2 separate regions of the Danio rerio genome follow, and region 2 is linked to region 1. Evidence: chromatin contacts called from public Micro-C data. All regions are on one chromosome and are shown on one strand. Each heading gives the region's core, a stretch centred on a gene start, on an enhancer-like site or on the middle of the called end of the contact. The rest is flanking DNA. Distances are from core to core; before and after follow the strand shown.

Region 1 (3,263 bases), core at 617-3,116:
TGATAGCACTACCTACTGCACCACAAAAATTGTTCTATATACACACACACGCACATACACACACACATATATATATATATATATATAAATAGGGTGTCACGGAGGCACAGTGGGTAGCATGATCTCCTCACAGCAAGAAGGTCGCTGGTTTGAGTCCTGGCTGGGTCAGTTGCCGATTCTGTGTGGAGTTTGCATGTTCTCCCCTGTGTTAATGTGGGTTTCCTCCGGGTGCTCCGTTTTCCCCCACAGTCCAAACACATTCTATAGGGGAATTGATGAGCAGGGAAATTTTCACAGTATGTCTGATAATGTTTTTTCTTCTGGGGAAAGTCTTATTTGTTTTATTTCGGCAAGAATAAAAGGAGTTTTTAATTTTTCTAATAATTCAGGGGGGCTAAAAATTCTGACTTCAACTATATATATATATATATAAATATATACACACACACACACACACACACACACATATATATATATATATATATATATATATATATATATATATATATATATATATATATATATATATATATATATATATATATATATATAAATAAGTGCTATTAAAATATATTATTAATTAATCCTCTCTTCATAAAATTTCTTAAATTAAATAGTCAGGCCCGTAGCCAGAGGGGGTTCGGTTTGAAATTCTGGCTGCGGAAAGTTGAATGTTCTGGCCAGTTTGTTATTTACCTGTAGGCTTCAGTTTTTAATTTAAAACAGGTTTTAAGAGATTTTAAAAAAGAAATGTAATGATAGATGATAATACATTTGTATTATAAAAATCTTTTATTCACTTAAAATAGTATATTTTTAAATCGTTCAAACTACTTAATTAAAATGAACTGAAGCAACACAATTCTTGAGATTTCATTGGGACAACTTCGTTTTTTTTATGTTCAATTCAAATAAATTTGTTAAAAGTGTTAAGTTAACCTAATTAATTTGTGCTTGGACAACATGAATAAATTGTGTGGGACCCTGCATGTTTACAGTGTTTATTCAAAATTTTCATTATTCGTTCATTCATTCATTCATTCATTTTCTTTTTATCTTAGTCTCTTAACTAATCTGGGGTTGCCACAGCGGAATGAACCGCCAACTTATCCAGCACATGTTTTTAGGATGACCTTCCAGCTGCAACCCATCTCTGGGCAACATCCATACACACTCACACTATGGACAACTGGGCTTACTCAATTCACCTGTACCGCATGTCTTCACCTGTACCCACACGAACGCAATGAGAACATGCAAACTCCACACAGAAGCGCCAACTGATCCAGCCGAGGCTCAAACCAGTGACCTTGCTGGTTCCACCGTGTCGCCTTCATTATTTATAAAACTATAATATATAAAACTTGCAGTTTAAAATGCACATGGGCCTGATAATGCTAATGTTAAAAGAATGTTTAATAACTGATAAAAAGTGGGCATTTCTGTTTGGAGTTTGCATGTTCTCTCTGTGTTGGCGTGAGTTTCCCCCTCAGTAAAAACACATGGGCTGTAGGTGAATTGGGTAAGCTAAAATTGGCCATAGTGTATGAGTGAGTGTGTGAATCAGGTTGTTTCCCAGTGATGGGTTGCAGCTGGAAAGGCATCCACAGTGTAAAACATATGCTGGATAAGTTGGGGGTTCATTCCGCTGTGATTAGTAAAAGAACTAAGCCGAAAAAAAATGAATGAATGTAATGTTGATGTAATTTTGTGATGAAGCCAAAGATAAATTTCCACTTGTGGACAATAAAGATGATCCAAGTCAAACCCAGTGAGATAATAATGTGCCTGTAGTGTTTTGCTCTCTTTGCTCTTCATCGTGTTATTCCTCCATCATCTCCGCTCTGTTGTCGTAGTGTGATCTAGGCCACTGCCATGACAACCGCATCATGTAAAATCACATGTCAGACTAAACCGGCGCTGACACAGATATAGACTTCAGCCGTGATTTTACTCCACTTAATCTACTGTTGTTATCCCAAACATGGCTTTATCCCACCTCAACATCTGAAAGTCAATAGTGTTTTGAAGCATACTATAGTAAAGTACTTGAATTAATCTGTTGTGGTAAGTTTATATTTGCTATAACACAATGACTATAAACAAATGACCCAACACTGTAGTTTTTGACATCTATAGGGTATGTTATACTACAATAAACCACTGTTTACTGTAATAAATCTGAACTTACACCAATCAAACTGACTGAAAATACTAAGATAAACTTTGTATAACTTAAAAATGTAGTTAAATCCTAAGTTAAAGCAACATTAATATAAGTTAAAGCAACATTAAAATAAGTTAAAGCAAAGTTAAAATAAGTTAAAGCAACATTAATATAAGTTAAAGTAACATTAATATAAATTAAAGCAAAGTTAAAATAAGTTAAAGCAACATTAAAATAAGTTAAAGCAATATTAATATATGTTAAAGTAACATTAATATAAATTAAAGCAAAGTTAAAATAAGTTAAAGCAACATTAAAATAAGTTAAAACAATATTAATATAAGTTAAAGTAACATTAATATAAATTAAAGCAAACTTAAAATAAGTTAAAGCAACATTAATATAAGTTAAAGTAACATTAATATAAATTAAAGCAACATTAATATAAATTAAAGCAAAGTTAAAATAAGTTAAAGCAACATTAATATAAGTTAAAGCAACATTAAAATAAGCTAAAGTAACATTAATATAAATTAAAGCAAAGTTAAAATAAGTTAAAGCAACATTAAAATAAGTTAAAGCAACATTAAAATAAGTTAAAGCAACATTAAAATAAGTTAAAGCAACATTAAAATAAGTTAAAGCAAAGTTAAAATAAGTTAAAGCAACATTAATATAAGTTAAAGTAACATTAATATAAATTAAAGCAACATTAAAATAAGTTAAAGCAACATTAAAATAAGTTAAAGCAATATTAATATAAGTTAAAGTAGCATTAATATAAATTAAAGCAACATTAAAATAAGTTAAAGCAACATTAATATAAGTTAAAGCAACACTAAAAAAAGGTAAAGCAACATTAATATAAGTTAAAGCAACATTAAAATAAGTTAAAGCAACATTAAAATAAGTTAAAGCAACATTAATATAAGTTAAAGCAACATTAAAATAAGTTAAAGCAACATTAAAATAAGTTAAAGCAATATTAATATAAGTTAAAGCAACATTAAAATAAGTTAAAGCAATATTAATATAAGTTAAAGTAACATTAATATAAATTAAAGCAACACTAAAACAAGGTAAAGCAACATTAAAA
Region 2 (3,397 bases), core at 851-3,350, 130 kb before region 1:
ACTCTTTTAAAGTAACGTTACACTGTTAAAACTGCATTTTAAATCGTACGAAACTCTGATATTTGTATAATACATTCTTTCAAATGTTAAAAACAGCATTTATCAGGCAAGGAACCTTGTGTTCGGCGGTCAAACTTCATCGACTCCGCGTGTTTGGGAATCGAATCTTGTTGATTCATTACTTAAAAGAATCGACTCATACGTTTAACAGTCGTGTTTTTGCATACACTGGTTGACCTTATTCACTAAAAACTAATCGACTTCGTCAAGAACGTGCAATATTTTTTATTTATGTGTTAAAAACTTATATGTAGAATTAATTCACTAGTGAATCGGACTACACTGTTTGCACTCTATGTTGTTGATTCATTAAAACATGTCACATCGAATCGTAACAGTCATTCGTCAGGAAGTACCCTGTTTGCCCTACAGTTTAATAGAAAAGGTTTGAAATAATAAGTTTAGAGAATCAAAAACATATAGGGCAAATGTTGTAAGCCGCTTTTCAAAAAAAATATCAAAGAATTTAGGATTACGATTGTTATTGATTCACTTAGGCTAAAAGAATCGGCTCTTAAGAATCGCGCGTTCAGGAATCAGATGGTCGGGGTTTACACAAATATAATCGACTGCGTTTTCTGCCACACAGGTATTGTTGTAAGTGTAACCCTCATCTGCTGCTTCTGCAGTTGTTATTTACAGTCATTCTGTCAGCAGTTGGACGAGCTTTATGGCGAACAAGCGGACAACTGTGTGCTGTGACCTCTTGAGTGAGTGAGTGTGTGAGAGAGATCAAGCGTCTCTTATCATCACACACATTGAGTCATATGTGGATTTCTTTAAGCTGGTCTTTAATTTCAGCATGTGCTCACTTGCCCTGTTCCCCCCAAAAAGACATTAAGAATCATATCACATCATCAAAATGTCTTTTTATTAAAGCAAATTGTTTATTTAAAGCATTTTAATCGCAAAATATAATGTAGGTTACAGTAGATATACAGTCCTGCAGTCGTTAAAAACATCAAATTAAATGTAGCAATAATTTAAAAATATGACAAATATTAAAATGTAATAATAGCAAAATAATAAATTGTTAAATAATAATGTATCATGCACTAAAAAATATGATTAATATGGCATGACAACACATGCTTTTATGTTAATCATAAGTTATCATGTTTCTAAATTGAGCTGTTTTAAGTCACTTTGTAAGTTAAAATTACTCAAGTTTATTCATTCATTCAATTTCTTTTCAGCCTAGTCCCTTATTAATCTGGGTTCACCACAGCAGAATGAACCGCCAACTTATCCAGCATATGTTTTACGCAGCGGATGCCCTTCGGCAACCCAGCACTGGGAAACATTCACACACACTCATTCACAGACACACTACGGCCAATTTAGCTTACCCAATTCACCTGGTACCATGTCTTCGGACTTGTGGGGAAAACTGGAGCACCAGGAAACCCACATGCAAACTCAAACAAAAACTAAAAACGCCAACTGACCCAGCGACCTTCTTGCTGTGAGGCGAACATTCTACCACTGCGCCACCGTGTAGCCCCTACTTAAGTTTAATTGGATTAAAAAATGTATAGCCTATAGCCTGTATGTGTGTGTGTGTGTTTGTGTGTGTGTGTGTGTGTGTGTGTGTGTGTGTGTGTGTGTGTGTGTGTGCTTAAGGCAATTTTTCACACTGTATGAATAACCTTTTAAGACATGTAAATGCATTTTGTTTTTGGGAAATGTAATCTCTGCATACATATACTTGTTTAGTCTCTTGTGTCTCACCAATCTGCACTTAATGCTCAAAAATACAGTAAAGGATGTGAAATAATATTGCAGTTTAATATAACATGAACAGGTCTGTCTGTCTTCTGTTCTCCTGAAAGTTTGATCAGTATTGTAGCTATAATTATAATGACACTCCTATTATTAATTTCCATATTTGAGGCAGCGTGTGACGTGATGATGATGATGATGATGATGAGGTGTTTCTGAGGTCTGCATCAGCTGTTCGTCCAGCATTACAGCAGTACAGTCCTGCATTGTCCTCCAGATCAGCAGCTGACACACGTTTAACGACAGCAGCCAATCACAGCGCAGCTCCAGCCCACTTGACGCTGAGCTCTGGCAGATTATTGGACAGCTGACACCAGCTGGAGCTGTCAATCACACCATCAGCTGCTCGCTTCACTCCTGCTGACTGCAAACACCAGAGCTGGAGATGCTCTCATTACAGGATAATACAAGCGCATTTGCATGTCGAAGATAAAATATATTCACATTCTCGTGTTTTGTCTTTGATGTCAATTAAGCATTTATTATGAGGTTCATTTGTTTATTTTAAAATATTATTTAGGCTAATCATAACACAATAATATTAAATAAATTACACCATAACAAATAATATATTTTTAAGCTAAATGTTTTTATTTTTTAACGTAAATATAAAGAAAGCTCAAGATAAATGAATGCACCCCATTCCGAAAGAGAATATTATTATCCATTTCTCAGTGAGCTTAGGTGTAAAAACTGATTTATGCAAGATATAAATTATTATTATAGTATTTAGTCACTGAACGTCTTCAGAAAAAAAAACATTTAATCTATGCAAAATATTGCAAAAACTAAATAAATAAATTTTTATATAAATTTATTTATTTTTCATATATATATATATATATATATATATATATATATATATATATATATATATATATATATATATATATTTATATATGAATGATTTTGAAAATCTTAATATTTTCTCCAAACATATAAATTTGGGCTACTAATTTTGGACCGTTATCGTGGGTTATTTTGTTCGATAAGCTCCAGATTTGGCTTCAGTACTGACTTATCTATAATGTCTATGCACAAATATAAATTGTAATTAATTAAACAGATATTAATAATTAACATCGACCAAACATCGTTAGAAATGGAAAAAATACATTTAAATCTATGCGAAATATTGCAAAATTATAAATATAAATTTATTTATTTCTCTAAATTGTTTGAAAATCTTGAAATTTTCCCCTAACATATAAATGAGGGTGTGCTAGTTTTTGGACCGTTATTTATATATTTATTTATTTCTCAAAAATTTTTTTGAAAATCTTGATATTTTCCCCTAACATATAAATGAGGGTGTGCTAGTTTTTGGAATGTTATTGTAAGTTATTTTGTTAAATTAGATGTACAAATAAAAATTTTTAAAGCTACCTATAGAAAATATTAATTTAAAAATTAAACCTACAGGTGAAGCTGCTGTCACACTAGAGTTTGTGTGTGCGAAATTCTGTCGTACGGCGCTGTGAAAAGGGGCGGGATTAAACAAGATTATTAGGCATTAAAAAAGCGAGCGATTGCTCCATGTTTTTAATTTCTGCCC

Evidence for each region. A called contact is a pair of places that touch in the nucleus more often than the background predicts.
Region 2: a Micro-C map of caudal fin shows a contact between it and region 1, with 5 times the contacts expected there. The contact joins two enhancer-like sites. A contact is called at or near these places in 3 of 18 Hi-C or Micro-C datasets (caudal fin, embryo and an unstated tissue).

Annotation. Positions count from the first base shown.
Region 1 is chr13:52,159,169-52,162,431 of GRCz12tu, reverse strand. No RefSeq gene overlaps it. Among named protein-coding and RNA genes, the nearest start is that of fbxo11a, 20 kb to the right of the region's middle. Within about 2 kb of position 1,866, at least 3 of the 62 cell types and tissues checked have an H3K27ac peak or open chromatin away from gene starts, as enhancers often do.
Region 2 is chr13:52,286,249-52,289,645 of GRCz12tu, reverse strand. No RefSeq gene overlaps it. Among named protein-coding and RNA genes, the nearest start is that of mymx, 54 kb to the left of the region's middle. Within about 2 kb of position 2,100, at least 18 of the 62 cell types and tissues checked have an H3K27ac peak or open chromatin away from gene starts, as enhancers often do.